Regions from separate parts of the Ovis aries genome. Here region 2 is linked to region 1. Evidence: chromatin contacts called from public Hi-C data. All regions are on one chromosome and are shown on one strand. Each heading gives the region's core, a stretch centred on a gene start, on an enhancer-like site or on the middle of the called end of the contact. The rest is flanking DNA. Distances are from core to core; before and after follow the strand shown.

The links. A called contact is a pair of places that touch in the nucleus more often than the background predicts.
Region 2: a Hi-C map of skin fibroblasts shows a contact between it and region 1, with 2.1 times the contacts expected there. The contact joins the promoter of ABHD14B here to the promoter of DUSP7 in region 1. A contact is called at or near these places in 2 of 16 Hi-C or Micro-C datasets (blood and skin fibroblasts).

What each region holds. Positions count from the first base shown.
Region 1 is chr19:48,894,694-48,899,656 of ARS-UI_Ramb_v3.0, forward strand. DUSP7 (dual specificity phosphatase 7) reads left to right here and starts at 2,581. Exons shown (of 3, transcript XM_027957564.3): 1 at 2,581-3,294; 2 at 4,755-4,963. The coding sequence starts at 2,778. LOC121817246 (a long non-coding RNA gene) reads right to left here and starts at 1,672. Exons shown (of 3, transcript XR_009597514.1): 1 at 1-1,672.
Region 2 is chr19:49,031,132-49,036,812 of ARS-UI_Ramb_v3.0, forward strand. ABHD14B (abhydrolase domain containing 14B) reads left to right here and starts at 3,400. Exons shown (of 4, transcript XM_004018416.5): 1 at 3,400-3,440; 2 at 4,233-4,564. The coding sequence starts at 4,354. It overlaps ABHD14A (abhydrolase domain containing 14A), which reads right to left. Exons shown (of 6, transcript XM_027957573.3): 2 at 3,587-3,856. The coding sequence starts at 3,841.

The sequences.
Region 1 (4,963 bases), core at 1,331-3,830:
CCCCTCTTCCAGGATCCCTGAGAGGCTCACAGTTGTAGAGCAAGGCCCTGGGCAGGGGCAGCTCTGGCGTCTGCAGTCTGACCCCAAGCAAGATCCTGTCAGGCTCTGAGCCCTGTATGTGCATCAGAGGGTTCTGTGTCTGTCCACCGCCCCTTCCCCAACACTCAGGGGCAGCCCTGCTGGGACCACTGTGTGCACTGTGCCCAGCTGTTCACGGCTGGAGGCAGGGCTTCCACTCAGGAACCAAGGCTTCGGGCTCTTCTCCAGCCAGGGTGACCGGGCCGGGACCAGGCTGACGTCAGGTGGCCAGGCTGATTTGCTTCCACTGTACTTCCTCCCTCCCCAAATGCTGCCCCTTGTCCTGTACTACAGCAGGGGGCCCCCACCCCCAGGGAGGCTTCCCAGTTCCATGCGTCGTCACAGGCTTCTCCTCCAGGGTGGCTGTCCCTGAGAGGAGTCTGGAGTGGGAGGGAGAATAGGGAGCCATCACAAGCTACTTGTGGGAAGGTGGGGCTCTCTCCCTCCTGGGAGGGGCACAGAGAGGCCCCTCTCCGTTGGGCCCCCTCTAATGAGAACACTGCTGTAGTCCACACTCCAACAGGCTCCCAACAAGCCCACTGAGGAATGCTCATTAGCGAGGAGGTCCTCTCCCATGTGTGTCTGCTTAGACCTCTTTTTTGTCTATTGGCTGCACAGCCCAGCATGTGGGATCTTAGTTCCCTGACAAAGGGGTGGCACCTGTTGCCCCTTCATTGGAAGCGCAGAGGAGTCAATCCCAGGACTCTTCGTTTGAGCGCTGTCTCCATCCCTGCCGACCAGCAACAGGACTACCTTGGGATGGACTATTTGGGTACTGTCGGGCCCAGCACCCTCCCACATGGGGAGACCTGAGGCCCAGAGAGGTGAGAACCATCACAACTTATCAGCAAGCAGCAGAGCAGAGTGTGCATCTGAGCCCCTCAGGCTCGGCGAGCCCTTTCGACGCGTTCCGGATCCCCGGGCAAGAAGGCGCTGCCCAGCAACCCTAGGACAAGCCTGCGTGGGAGGCCAGAGACCAGCTTTTCCTATCACCTCCCTGGGCCTGGCATCTCGGATGCTAGGACCATCTATATCTGCAATACTCTGGTCTTTCCGGAAGTGTAACCGTGGAAGAGATCCCTGCTCCTCTGCCACGCAGCCCTGCAGTTGGGATGAAACCTGGTAGACTCTCCTCCGCGAGGACAAAAGGGCGTTAGTGGGGAGGTGGGTAGCGGGGAATGCCGCAGGGCCGCTCCTCTACCTGGTCAGAAAGCTCAACTCCTGCAGGTTCCAGAGGCACGCACTCTGGCAAATCTCAGGCACCGCCGCCATTCATCTCTGACCCTGATTCCCTCCAGGATGTAGAGGCAGGGTGGCGGGGAGCCGCCCAGCCTCGGGCAGAGTGGGAGGGGGTAAGCCCCAAGGATGTGGGCGCACTCCGCCGGGCAGGGAACGGACCGGACGGACTGCAGGATCAGCCAGGGACGGACTCCCCAGCGCAGACAGCCCTGACTCCTTAGGGGAAGCGCGGCAGGCCCCGCGCACGCGCGCCGCGCTAGTGGAGCCGCTTTGTTCCAGGGCTACCTGCGGCTCCATTCACCTCCTCCGCGGAGCCAGCCAGCCTGCCACCCGCAGCCAGTGCCGCTGAGGCCCCGCCCAGCCCGCGCTGGGTGGAACTTTTGGCGGGCCCCGCCTTCCCTCTGCCCCGCTCCTTCGGCTGCGATTGGCGCTCTGCGTGGTGCGTCCCGCCTGTCATTAAAGTTGATTCGACAGTTAGGAAAGGTGGGAGGAGAGCAGATTACAGAGGGGGCCCCCTCCCTCCCACCCCGGTCCTGTGGAAAAGTCACGTGGCGCTTCACTCCGCGCCTGTCACCACTCCGCTTGTAAAGCTTTCTTAAAGGTCCCGCTGTCTCTTCCCAGGGCCGGTCCTTTTGGGGATTTCTACAATCTAGCCCGCGGAGGGTGGCACGGCCCTGGGCCTTCCTACCTTCTTAGCTGCCTAGTCCTGCTTTCCCCCTCGGACCTGCTGGAGTGAGACGACCCCTCAGGTCTCCAAACGCAGAGCCCTCTTTAGGACTGTGCAGCCGCCTGAAACGGTGACAGCCTAGGTGCCCAGGGAATGGCACGGAGTAGGTGTTCAGTTCCCGTGTGCTGAACTCGCTGGGAGTTGTTCATGAATCAGTGGAGTCGACAGGACTTCGGCTCAGCTTGATAGCCCCTTTCCTCCGCTCCATCCCCGGGAGACTGCGGGAATGTAGGGGAGAGGATCCCTGGAGCGGGTCCCCCGAGGACAGCTCTTGGGACAGGCACAGAACTGGGAGCTCCGGGATAGGACCCAGGAGTGTCTTGGTTGGGCCTCTGGGAGAGTTTTAGTGGGTTCTGAGCGGCAGCGCTGAGGCCGAGCGAAGGCCAGGGGGCTGGTCTCCGGGCTTAGGGCACCGCTCGCGTGCCCACAGACCCCGTGGGGAGGGGCGGCGGAGCAGCGGCGCCTTTAAGCTCGGGAGCCGCGGCGCGGCCCCGCCCCCCTCGAGGACGCCTGGGCGCGCGGCCGCCTGAGACGCTGTTTAATTGGGGCTGTCAGGCCGCGGAGCGCGCGGAGGGCCGGGCGGGACGGAGGCCGGGAGGCCGGGAGGCCGGGGCGGCGGGCGAGCAGCTCGGCGGGAGGCGGGCGCCCGGAGACGCGGCTGGGGCCCGCGCGGCCGGGGCGCCGTCCCAGGGCAGGGCTGCCCGGCCCCGGCCCCGGGCCGCCCGCGCTCCCCATGAAAAACCAGCTCCGCGGCCCCCCAGCGCGGGCGCACATGTCGGCCTCGGGGGCGTCGGCGTCTGGGGACACCGGGGCGGGGTCGGAGCCCGGTGCGGGATCTGGATCTGGCGCCGGCACCGGGGCAGGCGCGGCGGCGGGCGCAGGGGCCATGCCCTGCAAGAGCGCCGAGTGGCTGCAGGAGGAGCTGGAGGCGCGCGGCGGCGCGTCCCTGCTGCTGCTCGACTGCCGGCCGCACGAGCTCTTCGAGTCGTCACACATCGAGACGGCCATCAACCTGGCCATCCCGGGTCTCATGCTGCGCCGCCTCCGCAAAGGCAACCTGCCCATTCGCTCCATCATCCCCAACCACGCCGACAAGGAGCGTTTCGCTACGCGCTGCAAGGCGGCCACCGTGCTGCTCTACGACGAGGCCACGGCCGAATGGCAGCCAGAGCCCGGCGCTCCCGCCTCGGTGCTTGGCCTTCTCCTGCAAAAGCTGCGCGACGACGGCTGCCAGGCCTACTACCTCCAAGGTAAGGGCGGCAGCGAGACCCAGTCTGGAATTGGGGCGCTCCCGTGGCTCCCGGATGCCCCCGACGGAGGCGGCTTTCTCTCCCCGTGCCCGGCCTGTCCAGCCGGCGCCACGTCTCCCCCGCTCGCATCCTCCCCTCCAGGGCTCCCTGCCCAAGCTGTGCGGGTGTAGGCTGGTACAGTAGCCCCCTCTACGTCCCTTTCCGGGCATGATCCGAGTGGTCTGAACAAACTTTTCCCCACTTGGGCTTTCCTTTTTTCCCCATTGTTGGGGCCATGGTAGCTCCCAGGTTCCCCCCTGAAGCCCGGCAAAGGAGGGAGGGTGCCCTCCTGGGCACCAGTTCAGCTCCTCCAGCCTGGAATGGGTGTCCCTGGAAGGCCAGAGTTAGGACAGGAACCTTTAATCACCACCCTCAGCCCTGCCAGGGCAGAGGGAGAGTTTGGGGGACTCGGAGGATCCCCATGTGGGGCTTGTCACTGGGGAATCGCCACCTCTTGGAAGTGCTTGGGGCAGGGCTGTAAGGAGTGTCCCTTGCCCCAGCTTTGGTTTTCCGAGACCCCCAAGTCCTTGGCCAGCCACCCCAGAGGTGGTGGAAGGGGGAGGCAGCCCTGGGAGGCGAGTGACTGCAGCCGGTGTTTCCAATTAACATTCCAAAATGGCCTCTTGCTGGCAGCGGGGCGGGCAGACGGGAGGGGAGGGGAGGCCTGCGGCACCCTCGGGCGCAGGGCCCATGCTTAGCTGCAGCGCGCTCCCCATTTCTTGTCCCTGTATAGCCCCCAGCAGCCTCCCCTTCTGTGGGTCCAAGGCCAGGGTCGGGGTACCTTGAGTTCTAAGGTGGGTTATGGAGAAGAGGAGCCAGGACCCCTTTTATGAACTTGCTCCTGCTGGGGGACAGAACCAGCTGATACCTTCACTACCCTCCCTGGCAGTGGTGGGGAGTGGGGGCAAGCGCCGGATTCCCAGTCGAAGGCCCAGGCCCTCTGCCTCGAGCTGACCCAGATGCAGCTCTGGCCTGTGATCTCTTCTGTAAGAGGGTTTGCAAACCCAGAGGTATTGGCCTGAGATGGGGTTGTTTGCTTTCCTTTACTGCTTAGCAATTACTGAGCACCCATGGGTGCCTGATGCAGGGGAGCTGTGGAAGAGGCATGGGCTGGATTCTGTCCTCGAGTGCCCTAAAGTCAGTGGTGTGGCTGGCGCCCTGAGGCCCTATGGGTTAGGGTATGGTGCTCAGGCATGTTACTGTACCACTTGGGGTCTCAGTTTCCCCATCTGTAAAGTGGGCCACAGGACAGATGAGAAAGCGGGAGAGAGGGCACATGTGTAAATACTCTGCACTGCCTGTGTTGCCCGTTGCTGGTGGCGGGCCCTTGCTGTGGAGAGCCCTGTTTGGGGACACTGGCCAGTGGCCCTGTCGGCCTCACGCGGGCCCTGTCCACCCCTACCCCCCGCCCGGGGCCACAGGTGGCTTCAACAAGTTCCAGACAGAATACTCGGAGCACTGCGAGACCACCGTGGACGGCGCGTCCTCGCCCAGCGGCTCGCCGCCCGCCGCGGTGCTGGGCTTGGGGGGGCTGCGCATCAGCTCCGACTGCTCGGACGGGGAGTCAGACCGAGAGCTGCCCAGCAGCGCCACCGAGTCGGACGGCAGCCCCGCGCCGCCCAGCCAGCCG
Region 2 (5,681 bases), core at 2,150-4,649, 140 kb after region 1:
TGCCCTTTCCTCTGCTCTGGGCAAGTGTCTGCGGGTTCACACCCAAGTATTCCACATGCCAGGGTAAGGGCTCAGATACCCCATAAGTGTGAGGAGCATCTGAGATGTCCCCCTGGCATCAGTGGCCACCACCATCCTTGTGCCAGCTAAAACCACTTCCACTCATCAAGGACTTATGACAGCCAAGCCCTGTGCTAGGCTCTTCACATGTAATGACTCATGAATCCACACAAGAATGCTAGGGAACAGGTATGATTATAGGTTTCTTAATAAATGAGCAAACTGAAGCTCAGAGAGGTAGATTCTCTTGCCCGATGTGCAGAGTAGCAAGTAGCAGAACTGATGCTTGAGCCCAGGGCCGGCCTCCCACTGCCAGGCCACACTAACTTTGCCAGGAAGGAAACTGGCGCTGGGAGGTGATGGATGAACTGGTGGTTGGAGGGGTGAGGGTCATCAAAGGTGAAAGAGCAAAGGGCAAAGCAATGTCCCACTAAGGGCATGTTTGCAAACAGTTCTGTTTATCAGACTGTATCCAATAATGCTAAAATCAGAATGTGATGGCAATATTTAATGTTCTACCCCAAATGATATTAAGTGGGAAGAGAACTCGTGGAGAATATCCCTGATGGAGAAAGTGCCTAGGCCTGAGTATGGGGCTAGCAGGAAGCATGGCACACTTACAAATGGAAAGGGCAGCAGGAGGCTGGAGCGACAAATGCCTCCTACCCCCCAGCTTTTACGCCAAGTGACCTGTTTCATGGACTCCTCCAGTCTGAGTCTTTGCCAGCCCAGAAGACAGGTCTCAGGACCCACACCCAGAGCAGTCAGCCCTGACTTTGAGACTCCTCTGCCAATTCCTGGCTGTGTACCTTGTTTGTCAGTAAAATGGAGAAAATGACCTTGCAGCTGCTCTCCCAAGCCTTCTATGAGGTTTCAGTAATACAGGGGGCCTGACCAAGGGCTAGCCTATCATCATTTTTTGGGTCTAGGAATCCTTGTTCCTGGATTCCAGTGAACATGTCTTTATTTGAGTGCCTGCTGGGCACTGGCCCTAGATCGGAGCTGAGAAATCGCCTTGGACCTTACCCACCTCTCCCAGAAGTTTTGGGGATGTTTCCCAAGCCCCCAGCCCCAGTCTCCAGGGTCAGGTGGTGACTGGGCAGTGGCAGCCCCTCTGGAGCAGAACCAGGAGCTGCGTGGAGGCAGAATACACTCCTCTCTTCTTTCTGCCCACCACCAGCCTCGGATGCAAGCATCCAACACATCAACCTAGGTTCCCACCAAGCAGAGTATCCATGCTGAACCTCTCCTGTGGTGGGCCTGGGGCACCTCTCCAGGTAGGAAGGAATGGGACTTCAGCCGTTGCTATGGCAACCCAGGTAGCTGGGGCAATAAACAACAGTATGCTACAGAGATGGAAGAGGGGGAGGGGAGGCACTGTACCCACATGAGGTCCTCGGCATCCGTTTCAACGCACAGCTGTACAGACATGCACACAAACTCTTGTCCCCAAACACTTTTCCTTTGTACAGGCTAGTCCCTGCATGGACACACAGCCTCCTTGCACATGCACGGGCCTGTGTACAATCGATACCTTGAAATACACCCTCAAAATCACACATACATCAGTTATCAGGAAGGCAGACGCTCAGGTACACACACACACACACACACACACACACACAAGCTTTTAAAACCATATGCAGACCCTCATATCTCAAGCACACAGTCATACACACAATCCTAAAACTACACACGTACACAAGAACATGTATTTGGAGGTACAGGCAGGCAGACACCCAAACATAGAGCTTCAGAAATACACATACATACAGGTAGATATACACCCTTAAAGCCACACAGTAGACATACACAGACACAAGCGGGCAGATAGACTGACATACTGCCCCCCAGCGCAGGCACACAGAGAAACGGACACACATCACACACACACATCCCCCAGGCCCACAAGAACACACTGCCAACAACTGAGCGGGTGCACACACGTGACAAAGGGACACAAACAAGCACACTGGCTGCCCTAGCGCGGCCCCTCCGGCAGGACTCTGCCCCAGGCTCCGGGGACAAGGGGCAAGGGGCGGGGCAAGAGTGGCCGCCCCGGGCAACCTGCTGGCCTCACTCGCCGGGGACACTTACCGGGCCAACCGGGATGACTGGACCCGCCACCGCTGGGCGGGCTCTGCTCCGATGCAACCAGCGGTCAAACGGCGCCGCGAGGCTGGCGCTGCTTCCACCACTCTGTGGGCCGCTGCGGTCACTAGGTGGCGGAGAGCCTCAGTGCGCTTGCGCAGTCCGCGCTCTCAGTCCCGCGCCTGGCAGCCAAGTTGCAAGGGACACTGGGGGGAGGCACCCCCAAAGCACAGAGGCCCGGCCCCACTTCCCACCCTCCAGATTTTCCAGGTTGTTTTTCGGCCTGAGAGCTGGGGCCTAAAGAGAAGTCACCCGACTTCTTCCCACCAGCGTGACTCCACCCTTAGTCTCCGGTCTGTATGGCAGGGTTAAGGATAAGGGTTGTCTTTAGGCCGACAAAGGGTTGTCACCCGCAGAGGGTTGTCTTAAGGACCTAACGTCTGGAATGGAAGCTTCACTGTGTAACTGCCAGATATTAGTATTGTTTTGAAGCAGCCCCGGGCCTCTGGTCAGCCACTTCCCTGACCCCTGCAAACACACACACACACACACACACACACACACACACACACACACACAGACACGCAGAGACACGCATGCACTCAGCCAGGGCCCTGGTGGCCTCTAGGCTCCTTCATGTCTCTATAAGTCATCTATCCTGGTTAGTGACATGTGACCAGCTCCGACCTGTCCCTAGCCTGTGTGGCCAGGCCTGGAACAGGGAGGATGGGAGGAACAGGCAGCATTCCCTCATTAGCACTCTGTGAAGCAGGCAGCACCACTCCCACTCTACAGGCAAGGAAATATGCTCAGGGCAGTTGGGAAATCGATCAAGGCCAGACATTGGCAAAACTTCGCACTCTAATCAGTCTGGCTTCCGCTGTGCTCCAGATTGAAAACTCTGGGCTTGGGCAGCTCAGTCAGGGGATGAGAGGGGGCGGGAGATGGGGAGGGAGCAGGAGCGATGAGACCCCAAAGGAACCCTTCTTGTCAAGATAAACCATATGCACCTGGGGCAGGTTGCTCAGGGTCTCTGGGTCCGACCCAGTCTGGGGTACATGGGGTCGAGGGGCATGGGGAAACCGAGACCCTGTGAGAAGATGGGTCTAGCATAGCAGCACCCACCTCCCTGCGACGGATTGCCGCCACAAGCGGGCGCCCTGGAGCACGGCCCAGCCCCCGCCCTCTGGCGGGCCACCTCCCTCCTTCCCCGCACCAGCCCCTTCCCTGCTTCCCCGCCCCGGCCCCAGTCGCCGCCTTCTCGCCTGCCTCCTCGCGCAGCTCCCCAGGTACCTATCCTCCGCCCTCCGACCCTTTCTTCCTTTCTCTAGTTAGACCCCAGCCCCACCCACCGCAAAGTTTCTCCCCTTCTTATCTTGGCTCCCCAGGCCCCCTTACTAGGGTCTGCCCTCCTCGGCTTTTGCGTGCACCTTACCAGACCCTGCGATCCACAGCCGAGGTCCTCGGAGGGGAGAGCGCCAGAGGTGGCGGTGCCGGAGAGCGTGCCTGGCCTCGGCGACAGTGTGTTGGGCCTCAGCGGGCAGCGCGCTGAGCACCTCGCGGGCTTCGTCGGCCGGAACTCCAAAGCTTTTCCCCGCTCAGCGCTCCGGTTTCCGGCTCCGGAAAATAGATTTTTTTTTTTTTTTTTCACTCCAGCCCCGACTCCTTTGGGACTGCGGTGCCAATCCATGACCTATAGCAATTCCTGGAGGAGGAAAAGGCTGATAAGCAGAATAGTCAGCTACTTACTGTTGATACATTTACTATGCTTACTGTGTGCTAGGCACAGGGAGTGTTTTACACGCCTGGCTTCATTTAATCCTATCTACCACCTAGGAGCTAAGTTCTATTGTATTATCCCCAAAGGTAGGAAAGGATAATAACAATGGGAACAATAATTGTAATGGGAGCCCCATGTATTGAGTTCTTTCCAAAGGCAGGCCCACTCAATTATGTTTGGTTTTTTTTTTAGCTCATACATTCTTGAGCTGGACGTTCACGTCCCATAGTTCAGATGAGGAGACTAAGGCACTTAGGCAGTGGCAGAGGCAGAAATAACACCTATGTTTTCCCCACCCAAGGCGTGCGCCTAGAGTTCTGGGAGCCTCGTTTGCTGCTACAGGAGAGACCCCTGCCCTCTCTAGGGCAGCCTCCCTGCTCCACGTGGGCAGGGCGTTCTGTGGCACCAGCACAGCAGCAGGTATGGCGGGCGTGGAGCAGCGCGAGGGCGCCATCCAGGTGCAGGGCCAGAGCCTCTTCTTCCGAGAGGCTCTCCCCGGTGGTGGGCAGGCCGCCCGCTTCTCCGTGCTGCTGCTGCATGGCATACGCTTCTCCTCCGAAACCTGGCAGAACCTGGGCACGCTGCACAGGCTGGCCCAGGCTGGCTATCGGGCTGTGGCCATTGACCTGCCAGGTAACTCGGGGGGCGGGGGCAGGCTTCTGGACAGGGGTTGTAGGGGCCTCACTGGGCACCCGGGGCTGGGGGACTGGGGGGATGTAGCCAGGCTGATCCCGGAGCTAGACAGGTCAGAGCGCACACTACAGGGCCTTCAAGCTTCTCTAGTCCATCCAGATGTGGTCTGGACACTACTCAGCTGCATCTGTGTTGCCTGGTGCAGTGTCTCAGTGTCTCTGAGCCTGTTTCCTTATCTGTAATGAGGGATAACCACACCCATTCTGGAGGATGGTTTTAATGGGAAAGGACTGAGATGCTCCATGTGAGTATGTGACCAGTACGTAACACAGAATAATTAGCAATCAGCAGATGGCAAGTAAAATGTTTTGAAAGAGCTGTAACCACCAGCCCTGTTGGAAGCCCTAAGAAGTGTCCACTGGCACCTTTGGGGGTGGCTAAGCCCATGGTCATGATCCCACCTACAAAGCCCTAAGTTAGGTCCCGAGGGAGGGAAGGGCAGCGCTAGACTGCCAGTCATAACCTCAACTGGCAGGCTCCAGCCCACGGTGCCAAGTGTGAAAGGGGCAGCATGGCCGACCTCCTTCCATCTCTGGTCATGGCTGGTATGGTTTCAGTGCCCAAGGGCGGGCCTCCAGGACGGGACAGGATTGGTTCTGACAGTGGGTTGGGCCGAACTTCCAAGCCAAGGCCATGAACTAATCCTTCTGCAGAAGGTAGGGACTGACTAACCACAGGGGAGATATGTGTGCAGAGACCACCCCTTGTCCCCTGTCCTGGAGGGCATTTACCCTGCCAGCCCTGGGACAGGTGCCTCTGAAGCAGTTAACTCACTTAATTTTCACAACAATCTCAAACAGCAGATACTTTTGTTACCTCCCAGGTGGGGAAACTGAACAGCGGAGAGAGGGCTAAGGGCACTTTCCCAGGGTTACATAGTAAGTGGATCACCGGGACTTGGATCCAGCCATGTGGGGCTTCAGAGCCTGATTCTTTGAGGACACTGTTCTGGTGGAGGTGGGCACAAACATGGAGGGAAATGCCTTATGCTTGCCACAGGTACAACAGACCTAGGTTTCTGTAGGAATAACTGCATGCATGTTGCAGGAACCTGACA